Linked DNA regions of Sus scrofa: region 2 is linked to region 1. The links are chromatin contacts, called in public HiChIP or PLAC-seq maps. All regions are on one chromosome and are shown on one strand. The core of a region is the stretch at or near the end of the contact, and the rest is flanking DNA. Distances in the headings are between cores, read along the strand shown. Region 1 overlaps SFMBT1 (scm-like with four MBT domains protein 1). Region 2 overlaps RFT1 (protein RFT1 homolog).

What was found. HiChIP or PLAC-seq counts read pairs in DNA pulled down with a chosen protein or histone mark.
Region 2: an H3K27ac HiChIP or PLAC-seq map of alveolar macrophages shows a contact between it and region 1. The contact joins two enhancer-like sites. A contact is called at or near these places in 1 of 5 promoter capture datasets (liver), 3 of 47 Hi-C or Micro-C datasets (alveolar macrophages, liver and skeletal muscle) and 1 of 2 datasets of contacts at active chromatin or transcription factors (alveolar macrophages).

The regions. Positions count from the first base shown.
Region 1 is chr13:35,060,870-35,068,024 of Sscrofa11.1, reverse strand. SFMBT1 (scm-like with four MBT domains protein 1) reads left to right here. Exons shown (of 22, transcript XM_021068955.1): 6 at 7,032-7,120. Among named protein-coding and RNA genes, the nearest start is that of SFMBT1, 120 kb to the left of the region's middle. Within about 2 kb of position 5,499, at least 1 of the 83 cell types and tissues checked has an H3K27ac peak or open chromatin away from gene starts, as enhancers often do. A contact at or near this core is called in alveolar macrophages, where this site is marked.
Region 2 is chr13:35,192,872-35,200,377 of Sscrofa11.1, reverse strand. RFT1 (protein RFT1 homolog) reads left to right here. Exons shown (of 14, transcript XR_002337566.1): 14 at 2,271-3,534. Among named protein-coding and RNA genes, the nearest start is that of SFMBT1, 16 kb to the right of the region's middle. Within about 2 kb of position 2,532, at least 3 of the 83 cell types and tissues checked have an H3K27ac peak or open chromatin away from gene starts, as enhancers often do. A contact at or near this core is called in alveolar macrophages, where this site is marked.

The sequences.
Region 1 (7,155 bases), core at 4,250-6,749:
ACCGCTCCCGCGGCATATGGAGGTTCCCAGGCTAGGGGTTGAATCGGAGCTGTAGCCACCGGCCTGCGCCAGAGCCACAGCAACGCGGGATCCGAGCTGCGTCTGCAACCTACACCACAGCTCACGGCAACGCCGGATCGTTAACCCACTGAGCAAGGGCAGGGACCGAACCCGCAACCTCATGGTTCCTAGTCGGATTCGTTAACCACTGCGCCACGACGGGAACTCCCCATTGATAATTTTTATATGAAACGACTATTATTTTAATGCTTACCAAATGGTATTTTCTAATTCCTTCTAGATTTTATAATTGATTTTCTACTATAGAAAAAGCTTTCCTTTTCGCCCATTTATTCACATACATTTATGTATGCATGTGTGTATTTATGTATGTTATGTCAGTGTAGACTCATAAGTTTTATTTTATTCAATGGGTTATAATCTTTTACTGTCATTATTATTTTGATGCTCAAATTGTCCTAGATTTGGCCACTGGGAACCCCTTCAGGTTGGCAGATGTGTCCTTATGTTCCCATTATTTTTCAAGGAGCTTTTTGTTCAGGAAACTTTTCCCTGCCTCAGCCCTGAAATCAGCCATTTCTCCAGGAAGGACTGGGGGTTTTTGTTTTTTGAAGAATGATATTTAGAAATGAAGATCTGGGTATTAGGGTACTCAGTGGGCTTCTATCTGGCCATTAACATTTTGTGAGAAAACAACATAAGAGGAAGCTCTGGAGATATAAAGCTACGTGGCCCGCCATCTCATCTTAAGAGTATAGGAAAATTTGCTTCATGTAATGATGAACAACAGAAAATGATTTCAGTTGAGCCTCATACAAAGGCAAGTTGTTAAAACAAACAAATAGGAAATAAGGGTAGAATAAAACCCTTCCAGGGAAACATAACCACAAAAGAGATGAACATTGTGTCAGACAAAAACGTTTCAAAACAAGGTAAAAGAAAGTGAGAAAAATCATAAATAAAATTTATGAAAATTCAAAAATGAGCTGATGGTAGAAAAGGAAGATTTGAAAAGAGAAAAAGTAGAAGCTAGGCAAGAACTAGAAATTTAAAAATACTAGAAATGGAGGCTAAGTTACAATTAAACACAGGGATAAATCAAACGAGTAGTATCTAAAGAGAAACAAAAGAGGAAAATAATTTAAATACTAAATACTAAAAAAAAAAAAAGAAATGAAGAGAGTTCCTGTTGTGGCACAGCAGAAATTAATCCAACTAGTATACCTGAGGATGTGGGTTTGATCCCTGGCCTTGCTCAGTGGCTCGGAGATCCAGTGTTACCATGCACTGTGGTGTAGGTTGCACACATCACTTTGATCCTACGTTGATGTGGCTGTGGCGTAGGCCGGCAGCTGTAGCTCTGGTTCGACCCCTAGCCTGGGAACTTCCATATGCTGCTGGTGAGGCCCTAAAAAGCAAAAAACAAAAACACCCCCACAAAAACAGAAGAAGAAAGATATAAACAAGGACTTGGAAAAAAATGGTTGGCAAAAATGGTTCAAGGTATGTAAAATAAAATAAATAAAAGTTACTGAAGATGAAAACCAAAACAGTGAAACAATGAAATATTCTAAAATTCAAGAAAACTTTACTGAAATAGAACTTAAAAATCCATATTGAAAAGGTTCACTATGTACATGGGGAAGTTAAATGAGAATAGCTATATCAAGGTGTGTATTGAACTGGAAAGCAAAAGAATCCCTTGATAATTTAGGCAAAAACACTAAATGTCTTGAAAAAGAAAGAAAACAAGATTATCATCAGACTAATTGACAATAATACTTTTTATCAAAACATAAGAAGGTAATATATTTAAGAAGTTCAGTGAAAGAAAATATGATGCCAGGATTTTATGTCTAGCTGAACTGAACTTAGGGTGTAATGGCTATATGCAAATTGTTATAAAGATAAAAGGATTCAGAGAACATTTTTCCCATGAGCTCTTCCAAGAAATCCACAAGAAAATTCAGAAAATCAAACAAATAAGCTATTAGTGAAACATGGCTATATAACTTAGAACTATTAGTGAAACATGGCTATATAACTTAGAACTAAGTGATGGCTATAAGAGATACAGGATAGTGTTTAATGGCTACATGCTCTGACAACATGAATACAATATAATTATTAAAAATATGAGGGAGGGAGTTCCCATCGTGGCTCAGTGATTAATGAACCCAACTAGTATCCATGAGGACATGGGTTTGATCGCTGGCCTCGCTCAGTGGGTTAAGTATCCAGCGTTGCTGTGAGCTGTGGTATAGGTCAAAGACGTGGCTTGAATCCAGCCTGGCTGTGGCTGTGGCGTAGGATGGCAGCTACAACTCTGATTCGACCCCTAGCCTGGGAACCTCCATATGCTTTGGGTGTGGCCCAAAAAAAGACAAAAAAAGACCAAAAAAAAAAAAAATTTGGAGTTCTTTTTGGCACAATGGGTTAAGAATCTGGCATTGTCACTGCAGTGGCTTGGGCTGCTGCTATGGCGTGGGTTTGATCCCTAGCTCACAAACTTTCACATGCTGTGGACATGACCAGAAAAAAAAAATAAGGGACAATAGCAGGGAGAGCATATGAATAGTGGTATAAGATTACTTACTGCTCCCCCTCTCCTGCAAACAGGTTTATTACCTAGTAATTTAACTAATTGCCTTTTAAGTGTTAACTAGGAGTATGCTGAAGGAGAAGAGATAAAAGAGGTTATGGCTAAATTTAGTAGTATTTATTAAAAAAAAGAAATAGAAAATAGTTCAAAAATTGTTATGAAGGTATTAGTATAAAGATAACCAGAAGAGCAGAACTATAAACCTCTCTAAATGCCAAAAGATGGATTTTTTAAAATAAAAAGTTGGAGTTCCCTAGTGCTGTAGCAGGTTAAGGATCAGGCATTGTCACCCGGGAACTTCCACATGCTGCAAACCTGGCCAAAAAAAAAGTAAAAAACATAAAAAGTACATGTTCAAATAAAATCACATAGGGAAATACTGTACACACATACACAAGTAATTCATGTTATATTTACCAGTATAAAGGAATTGAGGCCATATCTTTAGATAATATAAATGTTAATTGGCTTACTCTTCTATTCAAATTGATAAAACATTTCAGGTTGGTTTAACTGTGTAAAACTCAATTCTATGCTAGGAACAGGAGACATACTTAAATGGAGAGATTTTGAAAGAGTAAACAGAATGATGGACAAAGATCCATAGACAAATGCAAGTAGAAAGGAAAGCAAGAGTCTCAGTCTTGCTCTCTGACAAAGGTGGAATTCAGGTCAGAAAGCACTGTAAGAGACAGAGAAGGGCACTTTATAATGATAAAAGGTGCAATTAAAAAAAAAAAGCCATACAGCAGAAATTGACAGAACACTGTAAATTGACTATACTTTAATAAAATTTTTTAAAAATTAAAAATAAACTTAAAAAATAAAAAATAGAAAGAAACAGATCCAGGGAGTGTTCTCCACATATCTTATATGAATAAAGAAAATGTGTATAGGAGTTCCCGTCGTGGCTCAGTGGTTAACGAGTCTGACTAGGAACCATGAGGTTGCGGATTCAATCCCTGGCCTTGCACAGTGGATTAAGGATCTGGTGTTGCCATGAGCTGTGGTGTAGGTCACAGATAGGGCTCAGATCCCGAGTTGCTGTGGCTGTGGCGTAGGCTGGTGGCTACAGCTTTGATTAGACCCCTAGCCTGGGAATCTCCATGTGCTGCGGGGTGCGGCCCTAGAAAAGACAAAAAGACAAAAAAAAAAAAAGTGTATAAAATGAGAGAGGAGAATATATGATTGTGTGTGCATGTGTTTTTTTTAAATTAAAGAAAACTATTTTCAAAAATTGAACTGTGGTTGATTTACAATAAGGAATAAACAATTTTATTATTTATTTATTTATTTTGGGCCTCTTCATGGCATATGGAGCTCCTGGGCCAGGGATCAGATCCAGGCTGAGCTGCAAACTAAGCCACAGGTACAGCAACACCAGATCCTTAACCCACTGTGCTGGGTTGGATATCGAACCCATGTCCCAGCGCTTCTAAGACACTGCTGATCCTGTTGCACCACAGCGGGAGCTCCATGAAACTTTTAAACAAAACCCTCATTGGTTGCCTTTGAAGGATGCTAGGGAACCAATGGATAATTTTGAAGGCTGGTAAATACAGAGAATCAAGTTTATATCCTGCTTTTTTTTTTTTTTTTTTGTGATCAAATAGTTGAAGAGAACTTTTTTTTTTTTTTTTTTTTTGTCTTTTTTGTCTTTTTGCCTTTTCTAGGGCCGCACCCGCAGCACATGGAGGTCCCCAGGCTCAGGATCTAATCTATGCTGTAGCCACCAGCCTACACCAGAGCCAGAGCAATTCCAGATCCGAGCCATGTCTGCAGCCTACACCACAGCTCAAGGCAATGCCAGATCCTTAACCCACTGAGCGAGGCCAGGAATCAAACCCTCAACCTCATGGTTCCTAGTTGGATTTGTTAACCCCTGAGCCACTATGGGAACCCCAAGAGAACATTTTCTTTATATTTTGGTTAGTAAATGAAGAAGGATGATAGAACATCACTGTTTCTAGCCCCAAATGAATCATCGTATCTGTGTAGTGACCATTAAAAGCTGCCATCACCATAGAAGGAAAGATAGAATGTGCCTCTTGATGGAAGGATTTAACTCCACTTAAGAAGTAATCTTGCCCTCTTCCCCAAAGAATCCAAACTGAATTTGATCAGGCCTCTAGATCTAAATACTGATTCACAGAAAATGTAGAGGACAGTAGAGCGACTGGTTACCATGAGCAGACAACCAGTAAAACCAGACTCTGAAAAAAATTTGTATAGGACAAAAGGCTAAATCTCTTAACAAGTATGCTCCAGGAAAAAGAGAGGGCATAGGGTGTACCTACACATTAAAAGAGATTTAGTTGATGTGTTAACCATTTGCAGTATACAAATCTCATTTGTATCATGATTTGACCAAACAAATTTAAAAAATTGTTTTTGAGACATTTGGGAAAATTGACATGGTCTAGATATTTGATGTTAATTATTGTTAATTTTTTAAGGTGTCATCTTACTGTGGTTATATAAAAAGTTATTTTCTTCTAGAAATACATATTGAGATTATATTGGATAAAATTACGTGATATCAGGGATTTGTTTCTAGATAATCTGGCTGGTTGGGGATGCCAGGTATGAGGATATATAGATCAGGCTTGACAAAGTAGCTATAAAGGACCGGATAGTAAAATATTTTAGGCTTTTGGGGCCCTGCGGTTTCTGTCGCAACTGCTCAGCTCTACCTTTGTAATGTGAAAGTAGTACATAAACAAATGACCATGGCTGTGTTCCATAAAAACTTTATTTACAGAAATAGATAGCAGGCCAGCTTTAGTCCACAGGTTGTAGTTTGGTAGCACTGTCTGATCTAGATGTAAAGATTGACAGTGGGAGTTCCCCGGTGACCTAGTAGTTAAGGATCTGGCATTGTCACTACTGTGCCTCAGGTCACTGCTGTGGCTTGGGTTTGACTCCTGACCTGGGAACTTTTGCAAGCCATGGGTGGAGCAAAAAAAAAAAAAAAAAAAGATTGCCCATGAAGTGACAGTTGTTGAGGCTAGTTTGTTTGCTTGTTTGTTTATTTTTTTATCTTTTTAGGGCTATACCCACTGCATATGGAGGTCCCCAAATACAGCAACGCCAAATACAAACTGAGTCTTCAATCTACACCTTAGCTCATGACAATGCTGCAGATCCTTAACCCACTGAACGAGGCCAGAGATATTAGTCAGATTCATTTCAGCTGAACCACAATGGGAACTCCTGAAGCTAGTTTATATGAGGAATCATTATACTATTCTCTTTACTTTTCTGTATTTCTAAAATTTTCCATAATAAAAAATAAAGCAAGTATCTTTTGTTTCTTTGTTTTTTAAAGAACTTTCTTTTCTTTTCTTTTTTTTTTTTAAGGTCTGAAGATGTGGCATATGGAAGCTCCCAGACTAGGGGTCAAATCAGAGCTGCAGCTCTCGGCCTATGCCACAACCACAGCAATGGCAGATCCAAGCCACATCTGTGACCTATACCTATAGCTTGTGGCGATGCTGGATCCTTAACCCACTGAGTGGGGCCAGGGATTGCACTTGCATCTTCATGGAAACTAGTCTGGTTCGTTTCCACTGAGCCACAAGGGGAACTCTAAAGTAGGTGTCTTTTGGATAAGGATAAAATTGTACTGATAGCGAGTTGGGCCTCTTCTCTTTGTTTTGGATACAACTCTTATTAAACTAGCAAGGAAGTAGCTCTATCTAGAGGAGGATTTTTTTTTTTTTTTTGATCTTTTTAGGGCTGCACCCACGGCATCTGGAGGTTCCCAGGCTAGGGGTTGAAATCAGAACTATAGCTGCTGGCCTACACCCCAGCCACAGCAACATTAGATCCAAGCTGCATATGCGACCTATACCACTGAGCAAGGCCAGGAATCTAACCTGTGTCTTCATGGATACTAGTCAGATTCACTTCTGATGAGCCACTATGGGAACTCCTAGAGGAGAATTATTATTATTTTTTTTTTTTGTCTTTTGTCTTTTTGTTGTTGTTGTTGTTGCTATTTCTTGGGCCGCTCCCAAGGCATATGGAGGTTCCCAGGCTAGGGGTTGAATCGGAGCTTTAGCCACCGGCCTACGCCAGAGCCACAGCAACGCAGGATCTGAGCCGCGTCTGCAACCTACACCACAGCTCACGGCAACGCCAGATCGTTAACCCACTGAGCAAGGGGCAGGGACCGAACCCGCAACCTCATGGTTCCTAGTCGGATTCGTTAACCACTGCGCCACGACGGGAACTCCAGAGGAGAATTATTTTTAAAGCTCTCAAGCAATATGTTGGACTCTTAAATATTATACTGACAAATGCATCTCTAAATCATTTTCATTGGTTTAGTTTCTCTGTATTCTCTGTAGTTTCTCTATTTTATGGCTGACACTATGAGTAATAACTCATTTATTCCCTCATCTAGGCATCAGAGATAAAGTGTCTGATTGGAATGAGTTTCTGCGGCAAACCCTGATGGGAGCATGTAGTCCTCCTGTTCCGCTGCTAGAGGGCGTGAGTATTATTGCTTCCAGAATCATTGTAGAAAA
Region 2 (7,506 bases), core at 1,283-3,782, 140 kb before region 1:
CCCACTGTGGTGCAATCAGTAGCATCTCTGCAGCACTGGGATGCAGGTTCAATTCCCAGCCTGGCACAATGGGTTAAATGATATCAGCTATTGCTGTAGCTGTCGTGTAGGTCACAGCTGTGGCTTGGATCTGATCCCTGGCGTGGGAACTCCATATGCTGCAGGGCAGTCAAAAAGAAAAGAAAGGGGAGGTGTATTCTGCCCACAGTTAGGTCTCACAGAAAGCAAGGAGACACCAGACACCTCTGGGCCTAGCGCTGATCCTTGAGGAAGGCATAAGGCCCTTGACCTTTGGTATCTGGGTCGTATCTGGGTCATATCTGAGCCATGTGGGTCCATCAGGCCTTCCTCCTGCTGCTCCTACCTGGGCATACCTGGTTCTGATCCTCATGGCCTATTGCTCCAGGCCTACCCAACCCCATCAGCCTCTGTGGGCCACTCCTCCCCCTCAGCAAGGGCTCTGGTTGCCTGCACAGCTTGGGAGATGATGTTTTGGCCCAGGGAACCCACTGTTATTCCAGATAATCAACAGAGCCAGAGAGCCTGAGAATCGTGTTCTAATTCCAGCCCTGCCTCAGTATCTTCCTAAGATCCTCTTCTCCATCTATAGAAAGTTCTGATCCTTACTCGATGTTGCTCCAGGACCATGCTGGGGACCAAGGAAAAGTCACCCTGCAGCACTCTTTGGGGCTCAGGGAAGAGTGGGAGAGCTGGAAGGCCTGCGCGGTCCAAGGCTGGGGCAGGGGAGCTAGACCGGAGCAGAAGTCATCAGTCTGAAATATCTCCGTGTATTGCTCTTCCTTATCTCCAATAGCTTTATGTATTTTAGGTATTTCTTTTGTTAACTTATAAGCTGTAAATTATAGTTTCCTGGTGCAGCCAAAGCCATGTAGACACTTAGAAACTCCCCATCCCATCCATGGTCTCTTCTTACTTTGCTTGTGTTGCCCGCACCTTGCCATGCTTTATACTACCCTCTACACTGGTCTTTTTTACTATTGAGATCTACCATGTAAAAGTCCCAGTTGTCTGAGTTCCCATTGTGGCTCAGCAGCTTAAGAACCTGACTAGTATCCAGGACGCAGGTTTGATCCCTGGCCCCGCTCAGTGGGTTAAGTATCCAGCATTGCCGAGAGCTGTGGTGTAGGTCACAGACACGGCTCAAATCTGGCATGGTTGTGGCTGTGGTGCAGGCTGGCAGCTGTAGTTCCGATTCGACCCCTAGCCTGAGAATTTCCATGTGCCCTGGGTGCAGCCCTAAAAAAGAAAAAAAAAAAAAATTTTTTTTTTTTTTTTTTTTTGCTTCTCCCTGCAGTTCATTCAACTCTTTCTTTCTTTCTTTCTTTTTTTTTTTTTTTGTCTTTTGTCTTTTTGTTGTTGTTATTGTTGTTGCTATTTCTTGGGCCGCTCCCGCGGCATATGGAGGTTCCCAGGCTAGGGGTTGAATCGGAGCTGTAGCCACCGGCCTACGCCAGAGCCACAGCAACGCAGGATCCGAGCCGCGTCTGCAACCTACACCACAGCTCACGGCAACGCCGGATTGTTAACCCACTGAGCGAGGGCAGGGACCGAACCCGCAACCTCATGGTTCCTAGTCGGATTCGTTAACCACTGCGCCACGACGGGAACTCCTAGATCTTTCTTTCTTTCTTTCTTTCTTTCTTTCTTTCTTTCTTTCTTTCTTTCTTTCTTTCTTTCTTTCTTTCTTTCTTTCTTTCTTTCTTTTAACAGTGTTCTGTGAACTTTCTACTGTACAGCAAGGTGACCCACTTACACATACATGTATACATTCTTTTTTCTCACATTATCATGCTCCATCATAAGTGACTAGACATAGTTCCGGTGCTATGCAGCATGAAGAAAAAAAATTTTAAATAAATAAAGTCCCAATTATCCCCGGTTTTCACTACATTGTAAACTGTGTGGTAGAGGATATCCTGACAGAGAGACCTCTCCTGCATTCAGCCCGTCAGCGAAGCATGAGAGCACTCTTGCTGTATCAGAGCGGGGACCTTCCTCTCCCAGAGGCCCAGAGGGAGCCTGGGAGGGAAGGAAACCTGCCCAAGTCACACTGAGTTAAGGACCAGCCAGCCTGGAGCCCACAGCCAGGACCTACTTGCCAGTGGCCTGAACCCCTCCTTTCATGTGCTTTCCATGACTGTAAGGGCCTCTTTGCACAATGCCAGGCACCCAGGCAATGGTCAGTGCTAACTACAAGATCATGGCAGTCTGTCACTGGGTCATTCAACTGACTGCCTTTCCCACTTTAGAGGCCGGGAAGGTCCTGGAGGAACAGTGGACCTTGGTATCTCCGTGAACACAAGCCAGCAATGAGGACTCAGCCCTCCAGGCTCCACCACCTCCTTGGCTGCAGGAAGAAGGATGCACCAGGCTCGGTGCTGAGAGCGTCTCCATAGGAACTGCTTCCCAAGAAGTTTCCAGAACGTCATTGATGCCCCAGCCCTCCCCCTGGAGAATCTGACTAATCAGCCTAGCTGAATGGGGAACTTGGGAATTAAGGCTACCAGTAAACAGAAAGGAAGTGAAACAATCCCAGACTGGCATCTCCACCCACTGCTCCCTTTCGTCCCTTGGGCTGACGTGGCCTCCTGGGGGAAATAGCTCTTGGCCTGGTTTCCTTGCCTAGAGGCATGGAGTGCATGAGCCTATTATACTCATGCAGCCTTTGTGGGCATTTGGTGAGCTGCTGGCCCATAGGTGATGCCCATAGGTGACATCCATGGTGTTGACAAAGTCACTCCAAGCCCTTGGCCACAAACCCCAGCATGGATCCCTGTGCTGTGCTGTCTCCTGATTCTGCCAGCCTGGCAAGTTACTCCACCTCTCCAGCCACAGCCTGCTCTCTGTCTAAACACTATTTTTCTCTTCAGTTTTCTTTTTGATCAAAAGAACACACATACATAGATTTAACAGTTGAACAATAATACTACAAGGCTGATAACCCAAAATGGCAGGTTCTGCCCCTCCCCCAAGCTTCCCTCTCCTTGGCCCATCATTTTAGTTCTGTTGGTCAACTCTTCCATTTCCCCTTCATATTTCTAAATAATTTGCTAATATTGCTATTTCTTGATTTTTTTCCCCCTTAGAATACTGACCTCCTAGTATGGAAAACGAGCTTGGCTACCACCTCTCAGCACACTTCCATCTCCTTCCTTTCAATATTTTGATTTGGGGGTAAATTGATATTCAGCATTTACATATTTAAAACTATAGAAACATTGTTCTCTGCTGAACCAGGTAGTATCCTATTTCCTTTCTACTACAATCCATTGTTTTTCCTCAAGCTACTAATGATCTCATTATTTTCTTTGCTATAAAAAAATACCTTATGCTCTCCCCTACAAAATCATAAACTCTGAGCAAGCACCATAAAGCTCTTCTCAACATGACTAACCTCAGCAGGTATCTTGGATTCTGTGTTTTCCCTGGAGATTCTCACCAACCCACCTGTGGGCCCTTCCCATCCCCAGAGGGAAAAGGCTCAGAGAATTAAGGAACTTGGCCCAACATCACAGAGGTGGTAGGATGGGGGCAGAGATGTGGCCTAGCCCAGGAGATGCAGTTATGGCCAAGCTACTACCCCCTTGCCTGAGGATGCGGCAGTGGGGTAGCGACCATGTCAACAGGACCTGGAGGCGGCTCTCACCCTCAGCAGGATTGCACGTGGTGTAGAGGCTTCAGCCCTAACAGCAGAGGGCAGAGGCAGGTCTCCCTCTTCATCTTGAGTGACCCTTTGTGGTGAGTTTCCACAATGCCATGTCCATCCCTCTCTGGGGCAGATCTGAGAACAAGCTGGGCCACAAGTCCACACCTTTCTCCTTCCACCCATGGTGACCTCCCCTTAAACCAGCCTGCACCCAACTGCCAGGCTGACACATGCCTCTCGGTGCCACCAACACCTCCTCATCACAGGCAGGCCACTCTCCCACCGCCCCAGGTCTCCTTCACTGGAGGGCTCTGAACTCTGACTCCAGCCCCCACTCTCTGCACTAGCAATGACTCCTTTCCTTTGCTGGTCAGAGTTGGCTAAGCTCAGCTCTGGGGAAAGCATGGAGGTTATGGTGCTTCTGAGGGATCAAGGGCCCCAGGACCTAGGGACCTGGTCATCCAGTTATTCACATACAGGCAACTCACAGCCATGGCCATCTGAGTCCCTAAAGGCAGCACACACACCCCTGAAGGGGACAGAGAGCCTCCTGAGTCCAGAGGTCTTGCTGCAATCCCCTGTACCTCACACCAAAGAGGCTTGTGCATCATCTGGGCCTCTGACAACCACCATCCCTGAGGCTGCACACCTGTGTCATCACATGTTCCTACAGGTGAGAGGCCAGACCAGCAGGGTTCTCTACCACTGATCCAGGACCACCCCAGGGGCCCAGGGTCTGGAGCAGGACTCATTTCCCCAGCCTTGGCCATCAGGAAAAAAGGGGTGGGTGTCAGAGGCACTGGGCATAGATCTCTGCAACTGGCCACATGCCTTCTAAATGGATAACATACCAGGACTTAATCTGCAACTCAGATTCAATCAACTAAGAAAGGAAGACGAAAGTGTGTGGTTGTCATGGCAACACCAAATTGCCCAGGACTGTTGGTCTCAGGTGGAGAAGGGAGAAGAGCAGAGCCCAGTCTCTGTTCCCCTCGTGGGGATATTCTGGGGAATGGGGTCCAGGCTGGACACCACCACTGCTTTCTTCTTACCACCCCAGCTCAGAGCTGAGGGCCTGGGCCATGTGGTGTGTTGCAAAGGACGCTGGCTGGCTCAGGGCCCTCACCCTAGGCTCTGGGGCCCAGATTGCTCAGGCATACATATTCCAGCCCCATGGCAGAGCAGCTCGCACTTGGAGCCCCCTGCTCCTACTGCCCCCCAATCCTAGGCCTTCCTATCAGTGCTATACCCTCAGGCCTGGTCATGGATGTGGCCCAGCCAGCCTATCCTCTTGAGTCCAATCTGAATGATCAAAGGAACAACAGCCTACGCAGAGGGTGCCAACCAAAGCTGCATGGAGGAGGTTATGGGGCTGGCCCATGCACAAGCACACCATGCTGCCAGCCTGGTGTCTTCCTCCCCACCAAGAGTAGGATGAAGCCAGCCTGGGGGGTTGTCCCCTGGAGTCTATACCAACCTGGGCCCAGGCTTGGGTGGGAGTGAGCAGTAGAGAAGGAGGAGCTGAACATTAGGAACCTCACCTACCCTCCTGCCGACCAACCCACCTTCTCACTGGCCTGCCTCTGACCATCCAGTGCCCCCAGGATGAGGTCCAAGCTCCTCAGTGGAACTCAAAGCCCTGCTGACCAGCTGCACGTCCATCTGTAATCCCAGGGCCTGGCTGTAAGATGATCCATGGATACTTACTTCATGAATGAACTTGAATAAATGAATGAATGTGAATAAATGAATGAATGAGTGGATGACACGTGGAATGAAGATCAGCAGCAGAGGAAATGGAGAGGCCAGGTTGGGATAAGGAGCTCATGGGAGGGCCTCAAAGGGAGGTGTTTGTCAGGATCCCCATCCCCCAGTCTGCCCCAGCCCTGGGGCAGCTCCCATCTTCCAGGGGGACCACTGAGGTCCCTAGCAGATGTGGCCCTGTTACTTGATCCCCCTTCAGAGAGGCAGGGGACCCCAGGGCCCATCCCCCAGATCCTGGCTCACCTGGTCCCTAGGGAGGCTGCCTCCCTGGGACCCTGCGACCAAACTGCTTTTGCTACACACTCTGTGGGTTCTCCTGCTGTCCAATTAGTGCTAATTGGGAGCAGGAAGTGTGTTTGTTGGGGGTTGGGCCTGAGGTCACATGTCCTTGTCTGATCCTAGAAGCTTCCAAATTCTCCACAGGACCTGGGTAGGACTGACTGGGCTTTGTGTGCACTGTGTGCATCTCTCCAGAGGGCCTGTGCTGTCACTGGCCACAGGCCCACCTTGTTCGTACTGAATCCTTAGCACCTGGCACAGAGCCATGACACTTTGCATTTCAGACTCCAGGATTTCAGGGAAGAAGACCTCAGGGGCTGGCAGGAGAGGCAAAGAGAGGCTGGGGGACAGACCCTCAGCCATTTGTTCCATAAAAGCAAGAAAAGACTTAGTTATCTGATGAGTTCACACTTGTGCCTCCCCCAAGGGACAGTGGGTGCCGAGGCTGTCTCTAGAGAGGTGGGACTTCCCCTTAGTTTCCCCGCATCCCCACTCCTTTTACTTGGGGCACAGATGGGAGTGTCCAGAGCCAAAGCACCTTTTGTATAAAGCCCTAGGCCAAGTTCTCAACTCCTGTGATGCTCCCCCCTCCCACAGGCGCTGGTCACAGCCTGATGACAGAGGCTGTAATAGGGGAGGTATGGGGCATGGGCATGTGGGAGCCTGAGCAGAATCACACTCCCCATTCCAGAGCTAAGGCTCTCCCTGCCTCCTGCAGTGCTTGTGTTGACTGTGGTCCCTGAGCGCCCTCATCCTGTGCACTGCCAGGCCTCCCTCCCTCAGATCCTGTGACCCTAGGATGCTAGGATCACCCAGAGCCTTGGCTGGGGGGGGTTCACACCTGGTAGCAGGACCCTCAGGGCTCAAAGGTGCTCAGAGATTACGATCACTGGGTGCTGGGTCCAAGGACCAGCCTCAGTTTCAGTCCCTGTAAAACAAAGAAAGGAGCAGGAGCACAGGCTCCTCCCAGGCCCGGGATCTGAGAGGAGAAACCTGACCACTGGCAGCCACTAGAGGGCAGGACCCTCCCGTGTGTTTTCTGCTAGAGGCTGGTGAGCAGGATGGTCGGAGACAATGGTGAGGCAGGACCTGGACACAAGTCACCGAACACCGCACGGCTGCACAGCCACTAGTTGGGTCTTCTGAGGCTGGGACACTAACCGGAAGTCCACCTGGGCCCTAAACCCCACAAGCCCTCGCTAAGCCCGTGGGCTTTCAGCTCCTGGGCACCAGGTCCTGAGCCTGCCCAGCACCTCCCCTTCTTAGAGCATCAGTGGCAAAGGAGAATTAGACCAGGCCCTCCAGCCTCTTCTGGGGACACTGAAAAAACTGAGGCTGGGAGGAATTCAGCTGGCCGCACCCCATAATTGGAATAGACTGAGAACTGACCAGGAGCCAGACCCTTGCAATGACTATGGGGTTGGTGCTGTTGGGATCACCCTGCTTTTGTAGATGAGAAAACTGAGGCTCAGAGAGGCTTTCAGTGGCCCAAGGTTCACCAGTAAGGGTGGTAGAGGGACTCCAGCCCAGGCAGGGGGATGGCATAGCTTGGGTTTGTGCTACCACGCCACATTGCCATCACACATGCAACCCCCCAACATGCATGTGCATGTGCCCACAGAGCCCTGATAGCTGCAGCAGGCCTGGCTGTCTCTCTGCACCCTGCCTCTCCCAGCCAGAGGCTCATGCCTCATCTGGACATGGTCAATAGCAAGGCCCAGGTGAGGCTGCCTCTGGGGCACAGGATCTGTGAGGATGCCCATCCCTCCCACACCCCCCCAACTCCTCCCAGCAGG